Linked DNA regions of Sus scrofa: regions 2 and 3 are each linked to region 1. The links are chromatin contacts, called in public Hi-C and HiChIP or PLAC-seq maps. All regions are on one chromosome and are shown on one strand. Each heading gives the region's core, a stretch centred on a gene start, on an enhancer-like site or on the middle of the called end of the contact. The rest is flanking DNA. Distances are from core to core; before and after follow the strand shown.

The links. Hi-C and Micro-C count contacts between places; a contact is called where the count stands out from the background. HiChIP or PLAC-seq counts read pairs in DNA pulled down with a chosen protein or histone mark.
Region 2: an H3K27ac HiChIP or PLAC-seq map of alveolar macrophages shows a contact between it and region 1. The contact joins two enhancer-like sites. A contact is called at or near these places in 3 of 5 promoter capture datasets (fetal liver, fetal skeletal muscle and liver), 1 of 47 Hi-C or Micro-C datasets (embryonic fibroblasts) and 2 of 2 datasets of contacts at active chromatin or transcription factors (alveolar macrophages and skeletal muscle).
Region 3: a contact with region 1 is called in a Hi-C map of skeletal muscle, with 4 times the contacts expected there. The contact joins two enhancer-like sites. A contact is called at or near these places in 2 of 5 promoter capture datasets (fetal liver and liver), 27 of 47 Hi-C or Micro-C datasets (alveolar macrophages, blood, embryonic fibroblasts and 13 more) and 2 of 2 datasets of contacts at active chromatin or transcription factors (alveolar macrophages and skeletal muscle).

What each region holds. Positions count from the first base shown.
Region 1 is chr1:163,640,246-163,644,949 of Sscrofa11.1, forward strand. SLC24A1 (sodium/potassium/calcium exchanger 1) reads left to right here. Exons shown (of 9, transcript XM_021100202.1): 3 at 1,702-1,755; 4 at 3,396-3,504. Among named protein-coding and RNA genes, the nearest start is that of SLC24A1, 39 kb to the left of the region's middle. Within about 2 kb of position 2,331, at least 8 of the 83 cell types and tissues checked have an H3K27ac peak or open chromatin away from gene starts, as enhancers often do. A contact at or near this core is called in alveolar macrophages, where this site is marked.
Region 2 is chr1:163,847,949-163,852,652 of Sscrofa11.1, forward strand. No RefSeq gene overlaps it. Among named protein-coding and RNA genes, the nearest start is that of TRNAQ-CUG, 7.5 kb to the right of the region's middle. Within about 2 kb of position 2,258, at least 2 of the 83 cell types and tissues checked have an H3K27ac peak or open chromatin away from gene starts, as enhancers often do. A contact at or near this core is called in alveolar macrophages, where this site is marked.
Region 3 is chr1:163,821,941-163,826,644 of Sscrofa11.1, forward strand. LOC110261793 (a long non-coding RNA gene) reads left to right here. Exons shown (of 4, transcript XR_002346338.1): 2 at 3,258-3,545; 3 at 4,579-4,649. Among named protein-coding and RNA genes, the nearest start is that of TRNAQ-CUG, 33 kb to the right of the region's middle. Within about 2 kb of position 2,106, at least 24 of the 83 cell types and tissues checked have an H3K27ac peak or open chromatin away from gene starts, as enhancers often do.

The sequences.
Region 1 (4,704 bases), core at 1,081-3,580:
CCTGGATCAGGCAGTATTTTCTATATTTTCTGATTAGGCAGAGAAGGGAGTGTAGCAAGTCCAGTTCTGGCTGTGGAGGTTGGTGGAGTGGGAGAGGCAATGGGAAGGTAAAGACAATTATGAGGGGCAGCCATTAGTGACCCTGCTGCCTGAAGATGGCGCTGGAGGTCACTTGGGCGTATCTACTCATTCAGCTCTCCTTTACTGAACTTGTACTCTGTGCTAGACACTATGCCACAGCTCAGGGGAACAGAGGTGACTATATCATAGTTCAAAAAAACATGGAGTCTAACTGGGTAGTCAATATATATGAACAGTTTTTTTTTTTTTTAAAGTTTGAATGGTATTACAAGACAGTAAATGTGAAGTGGCAAGCTCATGGTCCATTTAGAAAGTACTGTGGGGAGTTCCCATCGTGGCACAGTGGTTAACGAATCCGACTAGGAACCATGAGGTTGCGGGTTCGATCCCTGGCCTCTCTCAGTGGGTTAATGATCCGGCGTTGCCGTGAGCTGTGGTGCAGGTCGCAGATGCGGCTCGGATCTCGCGTTGCTGTGGCTCTGGCGTAGGCCAGTGGCTACAGCTCCAATTCGACCCCTAGCCTGGGAACCTCCATATGCCGCGGGAGCGGCCCAGGAAATGGCAAAAAGACTAAATAAATAAATAAATAAATGGGAAGGAAAAAAAAAAAACCATTAAAAAAAAAAAAAAGAAAGTACTGTGGACTTAATGATTCTTTATCTTGGATTTTCTAGGGCTCGCCCCTTCCCCAGCTAGCTGCCCTATAGCTTCCCCAGAACACTAGCACTTATTTAATTATGGAGCTACATTTTGGTACCACAAAATGTGTCACTGTCGTTACACAACTTTGAGGAGAGAAGTATTGTACAGAACTGGAGTGAGGGTTGGGGTAGTGGCAACAGGGACCATTCTGGAGGGCTTTATTAAGAATTCACCCTGAATTTTCTGAAAAATTGGTAGGCATAGGGGAATGAAGAAGGCATTTAGGCAGAGGGGAAAAGCATGAACAAGGGACCAGGAGTTGCAATCAATCAGGTATATATAGGAGACCATTCATTCATTCATTCAACCAGTGTTTATTGAACCCTTGCTAAGTGCTGGGCAGTGTTCTCATGCTTGACATACAAGCCTGTGTCATGAATGAAATGGACAGTCTGCCTTCAAGAATTTAGTGGGGAAGTCAATTTATTTGTGTTTGTCAACCTAAAAATAATGTACTAATAAATTGGGGAACGTGCTATGAAGGAAAAGAACAGGAGTCCAAAAAAGAGAATTAGATGGATGGGTGCCTTAGCTTCCCAGAGGAAGGTGACATGTAAATAGAGCCCTGGAACATGGGAAGTGGAGAAAAGAGGGTTCAAAACAGAGGAGGAGGGACCATGTGATGAGGGTTTTGAGGTGGGTAAAGAGGATGGCACATTTGAGGGACTGAAAGACAACTGTAGCTGGTGTTACTGGACCTTAGTGAGTGGACATATTTGGGAATACTGCATGCAGGCTGAAGCCAGATTGCATAAGGCCAGGCTGGGGGTTTAGACATGTGAAGACATTTCCTGAGACCAGGTTATCTCTGGTTGTGTTTCTGTGTTCCAACATAAGGGCCCCCTGGAAAGAGAGGGAAGTGAGGCGGAAGGGTGAGGGTCTCTCTAAACATCTTGTGATTCCTGTCCATGTTTGCAGCTGGGCGATGGGGCAGTTGTGGTGGATGAGCAGCAGAATAACAAGAAGCTAAAGGTGGGTGTCATGTGGAGTCGACCCAATGGGGGCATTGGAGGATCTCAGAGGATGACCACAGACCTGGGGTACTGTGGCCCTGATGCTGGGAATCCTGGGCTGGGCTCAGGCCTAGGAAGCTCCTGGAAATGCTGCTAGAGTGAGCCAGGGAAGGCACCAGCTCCTTTGTCAGAGGGACTGTCACCTCCAGGTGGCCTTGGAGGAGATGCTAGTTTGGGAGCTAATTAAGTCCAGAATGTCACTGCTCACTCTGTCACGGGCTTGCTGTGTGAGCTTGGGCCTCAGATTCTGCATAAGTAAAATGACTGATCAAGTCCCACTTCATAGCCCCAGCATTCTGTGATTGATCTAAAAGCCCAATTACCTGTGGCTTTGGAATGCCCTCAGAACTAAGAGAAACAGATGAGGGGTGTTGTGGGAGTGGAGCATCTGAGGTTTCTGAAAAATGTGTTAGCTGCTTTGGACCTATGGGAGGCATTTGGGAAGAAGTATGCAGACCTTAGAAGAAGCTGGGGCCTGAATGAAACCCCACTCCAATGAAAATCCCTGCCTGTTGTGAACTGTTATATCACCATAGCCACTAGATGGCAGAAGAGTTCAGATCCAGAGGGTTGTTGGGGAAGGAGGGAGGAGGGACCCAGCCAGCAGTTTGTCTATCTTTGGACGTTCCCTTGTAAATCAGGTGCTGTTTCTATGTGTGTTACTATTGTTTAAAAAAAAATCAGGGTAAATTTAAAGATAAAATTGGCTTTATTCAATGATTCGTGAGTTGGGCAGCATCCCATTTGGCAAATAGAAAAGAGCTCCAGATTGTGTCAGGCAAGGTCACCTTCCTTTAGTGGCCAGCAGGGGTCTAATTGGGTAGATTACTCACTGGTGTGCTTACATGTAATCACTGGAGAGGCTGAAACTGCAGTTAGGTCAGGTATTTTACATCTCAGTTTGGTGATGTGGGCAGAGCACAAGTGACTCTACTTGGGGGCCTCTTGTCTCTTTTTGTAATACTGTGAATGAGTGTGTGTCACATCTGTGTGTCTGCCCATATAGATGTGTGTATGTATGTGCCTTTGAAGGTCTCTTGAGCACGTGGGAAGAAAAGAAAGGGCTGTAATCAGAAGACCTCGGTGCTGGTCTTGACTCATTCATTTATGCCTTACGTGACCTTTGATAAGCCACCCAGCCTTGTAGGGTTGTCATTGCTTTTTCTATAGATGGGAATTATAGCCTTGCTTCTCTCTGGGGGTGGGACAGTGATAAAGCACCATGACGATTTTTGTGGACTGTGAGGGGCCGTGCCCACTCACAGCGGGTCTGTTTTTGAGGTGTGTGGCGGGGTGTGGGCTTTGAGGGTGTACTCACAGGGAAGGACAGACCTTGGTACTGTGGTGACCTTGGTGCACCTTGTCTGTTCCCTATTAAGAGCTCGTGAGATTACTTGGTATGTAGAATTAGCCAGTCATGGCAGAGTTGAGGGAAGGCTGAGAAAGAAAGCACTGTTGAGGTGAAAGAAGAGAGGGGGCCAGGCTAAGACTGAGGCCTGATCTCTACGGGATGAGGCAGGGTTAGTGAGGCCCTTGTGTGGCTCCTCCCCTGGCTGGGGCAGGGCCCCACTGAGGCCTGCGTGGCTCTCTCCTGCTCAGCTTCCATCTGTGCTGACCCGAGGGAGCAGCTCGGCCTCTCTGCACAACAGCACCATCCGAAGCACCATCTACCAGCTTATGCTCCACAGCCTGGACCCTCTGGGGGAAGGTAAGCAAGGCTTCCCCAGACCTGGGTGGTCTCCCTGTCCACGCCTTCCCTCCTGCAGCTGGACAGAAACTGGGGCCTGCAGAACTGAGAGGCTGTGGGTGAACTGAGGGTGAGAGTGGGAAGAGGATTAGAAGAGGAGAGTGGTTGGTAACGGTATAGACAATCTGGGAATACTCACGGGAGAGGGCCCTGAGGAGCCAAGGTCCTGAGGCATCCACGTCTATCTCCCTGTCTCTGTGCCCCTCCTGTAAAACGAAAGAGTTTGTCGGCAGTGAGTGAGGCCGAGAGTGCCCCGTGCCCTGCACTGGTCTCTGTTGGGGCTGCCTAAAGTGACTTCCTGATAAAGCCCATTCCCATGAGTCAGTCCCAGCGTCTCACAGAATCTCCAGCCAGATGCTGTGCTTCAGGCTGACTGGCCAGGCCCACACCTGGGGGACCTTCCATAAGCCCTGTAGCTGGAAGCTCTGAGTGGTACTTCCCTTTGCTCTGTGTTCAGCTCTGGATTCCTAGGAAGCCTGCTGACCCCTCCCTGAGCCAGGAATCCCAAAGGACACCCTGGGGAGCTGCCAGGACCACTTCTGGGAGCAGTGAGGGTCCAAAGTGCAATGGGAGCTGATGTCCAACTTGACAAATGGATGGAGTTAGCTGAGATTCTCACCATCCACCTTACCAAGTCCTGCCTTCTACCCTGCTTCCCCAGAGAGCTGCCCCCAACTTGCTTTGCAGGCTCTTAAAGAGCATCCTCAGGTACGCTTCTGTTCTCCTTGGGCACCTCTGTCTCTGGGACTGTGATGCAGAACTGGGAACCCAGGCAGGAGGCCCATCAAAGAAAGGTTGGCCTTTGGGCAGAAGCCAAGGAGTTAGACTGCAGTTGGGCGGGAGGCTGAGAATTGAGCCAAATGTGACACAGAGACTGACCATGAGTCCCAGGGACAAATTTTAGGGGCCTCAGAATTTCAGGCCCTGAAGTGTCTCCTTCACATACAGTAGTGAGTAGCTGGTTGTTTAAAACAGGCATATTGTACTACGAAAAGCAGAGTCAAAGACAAGGTGATCAAACTCTCCCTAGAAAATCCTTAAGAGGCCACCCCCAAGTGTCAGCTCCAAAAAAATAGTACCCTGGGGTTAGAGTCTACAGCACTGGGCAGCCTGTGGGTGATCAGTGCTGGGGACATGTCTGGCTTGGGCACAGGAAGCTGT
Region 2 (4,704 bases), core at 1,008-3,507, 210 kb after region 1:
ATGCCTCAGCAGTGACCCAAGCCACTGCAGAGACAATGCTGGATTATTAAGCTGCTGTGCCACAGCAGGAACTCCCATTTTGTAATTTAATGTAAATGGAATCCTGGATTATTTTGAGATTCATCCACTTTGTTGTGTGTATCAGTAGTTTGTTCTTTTTTGTTGCTGAGTAATGTTGCATTGTGTGGATATACCAAAATTTGCTTATCCATTCACTTGTTGATGGACACCTGGGCTATTTCCACTTTTTGCTGTTACAAATAAGTCTGCTATAAACATTCATGTACAGCTTTTTCTATGTATATATGCTTTTATATCTTTCAAATAAATACATAAGAGCAGATGGGTCATAGAGTAATTATAACTCCGTTCTAAGCTTTGGCTCTATGTCTAAAAATGTCACCTTAATCTTCTTTTTTTGCTCGCCCTAACCAATTTAGTATTGTGGTATTATTTTTTAAATACTAAAAGGGTTATATTTTTTCCCCAAATGATTGAGAAACGAAAGATGAGATTCTGGTGGTCAGCTAGATTTTTCTTTTTTTTTTTTTAATGGCTGTACTTACAACATATGGAAGTTCCCCAGGCTAGGGGTTGAATGGGAGCTGCAGCTGCTGGCCTATGCCACAGTCATAGTAACACTGGATCAGAGCCATGTCTGCGACCTACACTGCAAAGCCAGATCCTTAACCTGCTGAGCGAGGCCAGGAACTGAACCTGTATCCTCCTAGAGACAACATTGGGTCTTTAACCTGCTGAGTCATAATGGGAAGTCCAATTTTTCTTTCTTTTTTTTTTTTTTTGAGTGATCATGGCTCTCATCCACATGGGGGATTGAATGGGGTCCCATAATGCCAAAGCCAGTTCACTCTTCTGGGAGGCAATAGTCAACACAAAAAAGCGGGATAGGAGTGTGGGGGCAGAAGGGGACTGCCAATGGGTAGTCATCCAAAGAAATTATTTGGTAATTGTGGAATTTCAGAGGTCATGGGGGTATCATTTCTGGGCTGGGTGTGGATGAGGATGAGCAAGCTGACTTTGGTCTAAAAAGCCAGCTAGCCCACAGGAGTTCTTGGAGGGTATCAGGAAAAGGCAAATGGTCCAGAACGACAGGGATCCTGGGAAGACTAAGGAAATCATATAAGCCCACCCTAATCTTCTGCAACAATCTGCCCCCCCCCCCGCCTTTTTAGGGCTGCCCCTGCAGCATATGGAGGTTCCCAGGCTAGGGGTCCAATAGGAACTGTATCCACCAGTCTACGCCACAGCCACAGCCACAGCAGATCTGAACTGTGTCTGTGACCTAAACCACAGCTCACAGCAACACCGGATCCTTAACCCACTGGGCAAGGCTAGGGATCAAACCTGCAACCTCATGGTTCCTAGTGGGATTCGTTAACCACTGAGCTACGAGAGGCACTCCAACTATCTGCCCTTTTATCCTGACCTTCTGCTTCCTGTTTTTGTCCATTATAAAAAACCTGAGATCCAGTTCATTTTAGTTTTATGTGTGTGTTAAAATATACATAACATAAAATTTACCATTTTAACCATTTTAAGTAAGTTAGTGGCATTTAGTACATTTATGATGTGCCTCCATCAGCACTATCTACTTCCATAATTTTTAATCATCCCAAATGGAAACTCTGTATCAAATAAACAAAAGCTCCCTATTCCCTTTCTAGTCTCTTAAGAATTTACTGATTCTAGGTATCTCATATAAGTGGAATCATATAGTATTTATTCTTTTCTTCCTGGCTCATTTCACTTAGCATAATGTTTTCAAGATTCCTTCATGTTGTAGCATGTATCAGAATTTCATCAGAGTTCCTGTCATGGCTCAGTGGAAATGAATCTGACTAGCATCCATGAGGATGCAGGTTGGATCCCTGGCCTCGATCAGTGAGTTAAGGATCTGGAGTTGCCATGGCTGTGACATAAGCCAGCGGCTACTGTTCTGATTCAACCCCTAGCCTGGGAACCTCCATATGCCTTGGGTACGGCCCTAAAAAACAACAACAAAAAAAGCGCAAAAAACAAAGAAATGAAAAAGAATTTCATTCCTTATTAAGGGTGAATAATATTCCACTATTAGTATATAACACATTCTGTTTATCCATTCATCTGTGATGGAACTTTTGTCGTTTCCACCTTTGGCTCTTGTGAATAATATTGCCATAAATGTTGGAATACATGTATCTGAGTCTGTACTTTCACTTCTTTGCAGTAGAATTGCTGTGTCATATAGTAATTGGATATGTAATTTTGTTAAAACCACTAAACTTTTTAGCACAGCAGTTGCACCATTTTACATTCTCACCAGCAGTGTACAAGGTTTCCAATTGCTTCACATCCTCTCCAACAGTTTCTTATTTTCTGTTTCATTTTGTTTTCTTTTTTAATAAAAGCTGTCCTAATGAGTGTGAAGTGGTATCTCATGTGGTTTCATTTGCATTTCGTTAATGACTAATGATGTTCAGCATCTTTTCACATGCTTATTGGCCATTTGTAAGTCTTTGGAGAAATGTCTGTTCAAGTCCTTTGCCTGTTTTTGAATTCGTTTGTTGCCTTATTGTTGTTTCTTTATTATTGTTGAGTTGTAGGAATTCTTTATATGTTCTGAATAGTAATTTTTTTTTCTTTTTTCTTTTGCTTTTTAGGACCACACCTGCAGCATATGGAATTTCCCAGGCTAGGGGTTGACCTATACCGCAGTTCACAGCAACCACCAGATCCTTAACCTGCTGAGTGAGGCCAGGGATTGAACCTGCATCCTGGAGGATACTAGCTGGGTTCTTAACCCATTGAGCCACAATGGGAACTCCTAGTCATTTATCATGTATATGATTTGTAAATAGTTTCTCTATTCTGTGAGGTATCTTTTCACTCTCTTTATGTCATTCCTTTTAATTTTTGAAAGATAACTGTGCCATATAATTCTATGAGTACCAAACCTAAAAGGCTAGAATATGTCAAGAGTAAACTGTTAAAACAAAAGTTAGAAGTTATTCTGATTCAGATTTTATGCTACAGGAAAAACACCTATGATTGATGGAGTTCCCATTGTGGCACAGGGGAAACAAATCTGACTAGTATCCATGAGGATGCAGGTTGGATCCCTGGCCTCACTCAGTGGTTTAAGGATCTGACATTGCCATGAGATGTGGTGTAGGTCACACATGCCACTCAGATCATGCATTGCTGTGGCTGTGGCTGTGGCCAGTAGTATAGCTCTATTTAACCCCTAGCCTGGGAACTTCCATATGCCACATGTTCAGACCTAAAAAGCAAAAAGAAAAAAAAAAAGGAAAAAAAATCTTTGAGCTACATAGCATTTGATAATAAATAATAAGCTGTTTGTGGGAGTTCCTATTGTGGTGCAGTACGTTAAAAGGGTCTGGCATTGCTGAGGTTGCAGCTTGGATTTAATCCTTGGCCTAGGAACTTCCATGTACTGCAGGTGCGCCCATTTAAAAAAAAAAAAAAAGGACTTTTCTTAATACACATGTACTTTATATATTTATATACAAATACAAATAATTTAGGTATAATTTGCCATTATATATACCAGTATATATATTTACCATTTCTTTAATTATATTTACCAGTATATATATATTTATCATTTCTTTCTTTAAGACTAGTTGGTGCTGTTGTGACTATGATCAGACAATCAGTTGAGACTTTCCTGATCTTGTGTACAATTTGTTACCTTAAATATATCCAGTAGAAGATACCTTAGAAATCTATACATAGAACTTCCATATGACCCTGCAATCCCACTCTTGGGCATCTATCCGGACAAAGCTCTACTTAAAAGAGACACATGCACCCGCATGTTCATTGCAGCACTATTCACAATAGCCAGGACATGGAAACAACCCAAATGTCCATCGACAGATGATTGGATTTGGAAGATGTGGTATATATACACAATGGAATACTACTCAGCCATAAAAAAGAATGACATAATGCCATTTGTAGCAACATGGATAGAACTAGAGAATCTCATCCTGAGTGAAATGAGCCAGAAAGACAAAGACAAATACCATATGATATCACTTATAACTGGAATCTAATATCCAGCACAAATGAACATCTCCTCAGAAAAGAAAATCATGGACTTGGAGAAAAGACTTGTGGCTGCCTGATGGGAGGGGGAGGGAGTGGGAGGGATCGGGAGCTTGGGCTTATCAGACACAACCTAGAATAGATTTACAAGAAGATCCTACTGAATAGCATTGAGAACTTTGTCTAGATACTCATGTTGCAACAGAACAAAGGGTGGGGGGAAAAATGTAATTGTAATGTATACATGTAAGGATAACCTGACCCCCTTGCTGTACAGTGGGAAAATAAAAAAATTTAAAAAAAAAACAAAATGCAATAAATAAATAAATAAATAAATAAATAAATATATTCAGTAGAAAAGATAAAAAGCACAGAAAACAAATCTCATCACTTCATTAGGTCAGTTTACTTTTCTCTCTCAAAAAAATTCTTTATTGTGAAACAAACCTAATGCCATTACAAAAAAAAAAAAAAGATTGCCTGAAACTGATATATAAAGTTTAACAAATAAGTATAAAGTGAATGACCCTGTATAAATCCATTTGGGTCAAGAAATAGAAAACTGAGGTCTGTTTACTTAAAAAACAGGAATCAGATATGAAAGTACTTTGTTTCAGGCTGATGGGTCCCCAG
Region 3 (4,704 bases), core at 856-3,355, 180 kb after region 1:
CCCCAGAGGATTTTCCATGTTAGGTTAACTGGTATCAGAGTCCTTTTTCATCTTATAGTGGGGTTTGTGCATTTCCAACTTTATAGATCACATGTTTAATCAGCTAGCCTAGATGGAGTAATTTACTTATGTTACCAAGACTTAGCTAAGGGACTTGTAAATCCTAAGGTGTCCCTGGCTGGGCTTTGCCTTTCGAAAGCAACTTATTAAAAATATTTGAGAGTTTCTTGATGGCCTAGAGGGTTAAGGACCCAACATTGTCACTGCTGTGGTTAAGGTTCGATCCCTGGCCCAAGGACTTCTACATGCCACCAGCAAAGCCAAGAAAAAAAAAAAATCTTTATCACATAGTATATAAAAGTGTAAAAATTCCTGGGAGATCATCTGGGTCATTGTTTCTCAAACCGGGGTTTGTGGACCTTCGGGAGTTCTACTCATGAGTTCTTGGGGTCTAGAAGTTCTCTATGAATATTTAAAATTTTAGATATCTGTGCTGTGATCTTTTAAAGTTAATATAAATGCCTTCTAAATCACCTAGCCAGCCACTTCATAAGTGGATCTGAACGCAAGGATTTACTATCCCACACAGAATATTTATCTTGGTACCTGGTAATCAACTAAAATAATACTATGTAACTTTTTTAAAAATTGAGAGAGATATAATTCCCACAACCATAAAATCCATCCTTTTGGGAGTTCCTGTCGTGGTTCATCAGAAACCAATCTGACTAGCACCCATGAGGATGCAGTTTCCATCCCTGGCCTCACTCACTGGATTAAGGATCCAGCATTGCTGTGAGCTGTGGTGTAGGTTGCAGATGCGTCTTGGATCTGGCATTGTTGTTGCTGTGGCATAGGCCAGTGGCTACAGCATGGATTTGACCCCTAGCCTGGGAACTTTCATATGCCTTGGGTATGGCTCTAAAAAGAAAAAAAAAATTCCATCCTTTTAAAGTATACAATTCAGTAGTTTTTAGTAAATTCACAAGGTTGATGACTCACAATCATCACCACATGTTTTTGAGGTTCATCCATGTTGTAGCATGTATCAGCCCTTCATTTTTGTTTTATGGCTGAATATTTTCCTGTCGTATCCCATTGGTTTTTTTTGTTTGTTTTGTTTTTGTTTTTTTGTTTTTTTATGTTTTATTTATTTTTTTATTATTACTCAAATGAATTTATCACATCTGTTATATCACATATAGTTGTATTCGTATCCCATTGTTTATTCATTCTTCACTTGATGGACATTTGGTTTACTTCCACTTTCTGACCATCGTGAGTAATGTTCCTATGAGACATTCTAGTTCTGAGTTATAAAAATTCAGGTCTGAGAGTTCCCACTACGACACAGTGGCTTAAGGATCCAAGTTGTCTCTGTAATGGTGTGGGTTCGATCCCCTGCCTGGCTCAGATTAAGGATCTGTCATTGCTGCAGCTGTGGTGTAGGTGGCAGCTACGGTTTGGATTCAATCCCTAGCCCAGGAATTTCATATGCTGTGGGTGCAGCCATGAAAAAAGAAAAATTTCAGGTAACTCTTCAGATATGTTCTTGGGCCCATGACTTCTCAAATTTGAGAAATACTGCCCCAAGATGCCTCCATTGCTTAATAAATGAATTGATCAGGTCTCACAGAGTTAATGGAAGCTTCTGTGATTCGTAGCACAAGCCTGGTGTCTTATCTATCAGACATGGACCTTTTGATTTAGGACCTTCCCAGGTTATCTGGTTTTTGAAGGGTGAGTATCACCATTAGCAGTATAGTTAACCCTTAACTAATAAGTCTGGTGTATGCCCATCCAGTACAGATGCTTGGCAGCTTTTAATTCTCTAAACTCTTGGCCTGAATACCAGTAATATTTCTTCAGGCTAAAAGCCAGCAAAAAGAATCACCTGGCCAAATATCCCCATTCAGCCTGCTTTTCTCCAAGTGGCCTCCCAGGGGAGCTCTGTGGACAAACAAAGCTTGTTGACCTAGTTTGAAGGCCTGGAAAATTATCATGTGAGTCACTGGGACAACAGAGCTAAGTGCCAAGCCCTTGAGAAACTATACACACAGGTTTCCAGTGTCATTTGTGTCCCAGTAGGGTGGGACCTGGAATCCCAGGGAGCTGGCCCCTTTTCACCCAGCTGCTCCTCCAAGTGGTTTCCAAGCTCCTTGGCTCTGTGCATGGTGCTGCAGAGGCCCATTCCTGTTTTGCTCCCAGTGGGCTTTGACTCCAGCACTTCAGAAAGTGACAGCTCAGTTGTAGGAAAGCAAAACAAACCCAGATCTTAGAGGAAGACATGTAGTGTTGTTTGGAGCAAGGCCACAGGCTCTCTCTGGGAAGGAAGTGCTGAAACAGCTATAAAACTTTCAAATTAAAGACCAGGCATCCAGAGGTAGTATTTTAAAATAATACACGAGTGAGGCTGGGCCTTGCAAAAGAGCACCTCCAAATTACGTAAGGGGTGTTTTATAATGTTCTGAAGATGCTACTTCCCAAATTACACAAAGAGCTGGAGAAACATGGCCAGAAAAAGCAATGCAGGTAAAACTTGTTACATTTACATAGGGTGGACAGTTTGCAGCTTAGATAGTTTGATGTCAGAAACAGTGCTGAAAGCTTTACTAGTCCTCAAATAGCTCTCCCATGGGTATAAAGAACTACTGGGGAAAGGTGAGTACCAAAATTGGGGCTTCTCAATATCCAGTACAGCCTGAGGACAGGGGGGTAGGTATTGACAGCAACAGCTGAGGAGAAAGGTCACCCCTGACCTTTATCTTTTCTTTCTTTCCTTCTTTCTTTTTAAAAGCAACATCTTATTCCAAGACTTATTCTAGAGTGTTATTTTTTATTTTTGGTTTTTTTTTTCTTTTCTAGGGCCACACCTGCGGCACATGGAGGTTCCCAGGCTAGGGGTCTAATCGGAGCTACAGCTGCCGGCCTATGCCACAGCCACAGCAACTTATTCTAGAGTCTTAATCATCAGGAGAATGCAGTTTTAACACATAAGTTGATCCAGGATTGAATAATTGTATAAATTCATGTTTGGTGGGTGTTTTAAGAGAGTGACTGCCTGAAAAATTCCTCCCTCTGTAGGAATGGCACCTGAAGTCTCTCTCCTTCATGGTTTTGGAGGATTAACTTTTGTGCCTGGAGTAACTAGAAGACCATTTGATTACCCAGTTTTTGGTCTCTTTAGCCCACTGCTCTCTCTCCCTCACTTCTGACTTTCTCCCTTTATCCTTTGTGCTTCTGTCTACTTCTGACAGATCTGGCAAAAATACAGCAGATTTGCAGAAACAGGCTGTTCACTTCCCACCCTGGTGCTGTCACTGCAGATTGCTTCAGAGCTGCTGTCTCCTGGGCTTGGACAACGTGTCAGCATCCGTCTTTGTCATCACAATCCCGGTGTTGCCCTGGGTGCTGGGTGCCTTGCAGAGCCAGCAGGCCAGCCCCAGGCATGCCCTCTGGGTATTTTGGCAGAAGACTGAAGGGGAACTAGAGAGACTGTTCAGAATTAGACAATAAAGATAAAAGAGGGGCAGAATCAGGCAAAGGTAAGTATTTCATGTGTCAAACTGTATCTTCCTAATACACGACTGTAATGTGCTAGTAGCCCTCTCCATTAGAACTTTCTGTGATGATGGAAGTGTTCTACACCAGTGCTGTCCAATGTGGTAGCGACACATGGCAATTGAGCACTTGATATTGTTGAATTTAATTTTAATTGATTTAAATAGTCCCATATGGGGAATTCCGTTGTGGCTCAGCAGGAACAAACGTGACTTGTAGCCATGAGGACGCACGATCCCTGGCCTTGCTCAGTGGGTTAAGGATCTGGCGTTGTGGTGAACTGTAGCATAGCTTGCAGACGTGGCTCGGATCTAGCATGGCTGTGGCCTAGGCTGGCAGCTACAGAGCCAGTTGGACCCCTAGCCTGGGAACTTCCATATACCACCGGTGCAGCCCTAAAAAGACAATAAATAAATAAATAAATAAATAAATAAATAAAAATAGTCACATATGACCAATGACTAGTGACCTGGAGATACTAGTGTTTTAAATGATAGTAGAGAAAAAGTAGGAGGCCAGACATTGGTGTTTGAGTCCTGGGTTCAAAACCTAGCTCTCTTCAGAGTTCCCTAGTGGCTGAGTGTGTTAGGAATCTGGTGTTGTCGCTGTAGCAGCTTGGGTAGCGTGTTCGATCCCTGGCCCAGGAACTTCCACATGCCACAAGTGCAGCCAAAAAATAACAAATAAACCAGCTCTCCTATGTTATTAGCTTGTAACCCAAGGAAAGACACCTAACCTCTCTGTACCTCTTTTTACATGGCTGTGAGATAGGGCTAATAATGTCTACCTTATGGTAGTACTGGGATATGTAAGGGGAATGGGGCCTTGGGTGGGAGGAAGGAGTCATTTACCAGTGTATGCAGTCAACAAAATTGGCAACATGCTGTCTGGGAGAGGCAGAAGGCAGCTGGGGATGTGTAACCTTTTCACAAACCAGGGTGTGGATTAACACCTGTGTTGCCAAATTGTTGCAGTTGTGTTAGGCTCTCACATTCATAGCTCCTTTTCCTTTTTCAGTGTTTTCATTGGAATCTTCCACTTTTATGCTGAGAAGCAGGCAAGGCAAAAACTCTGGATTCAGTTTGCAGGTGAGGAAACAGAGACCCAGAGAAAAGACACTAATTGCCGGAAAACATTCAGTGA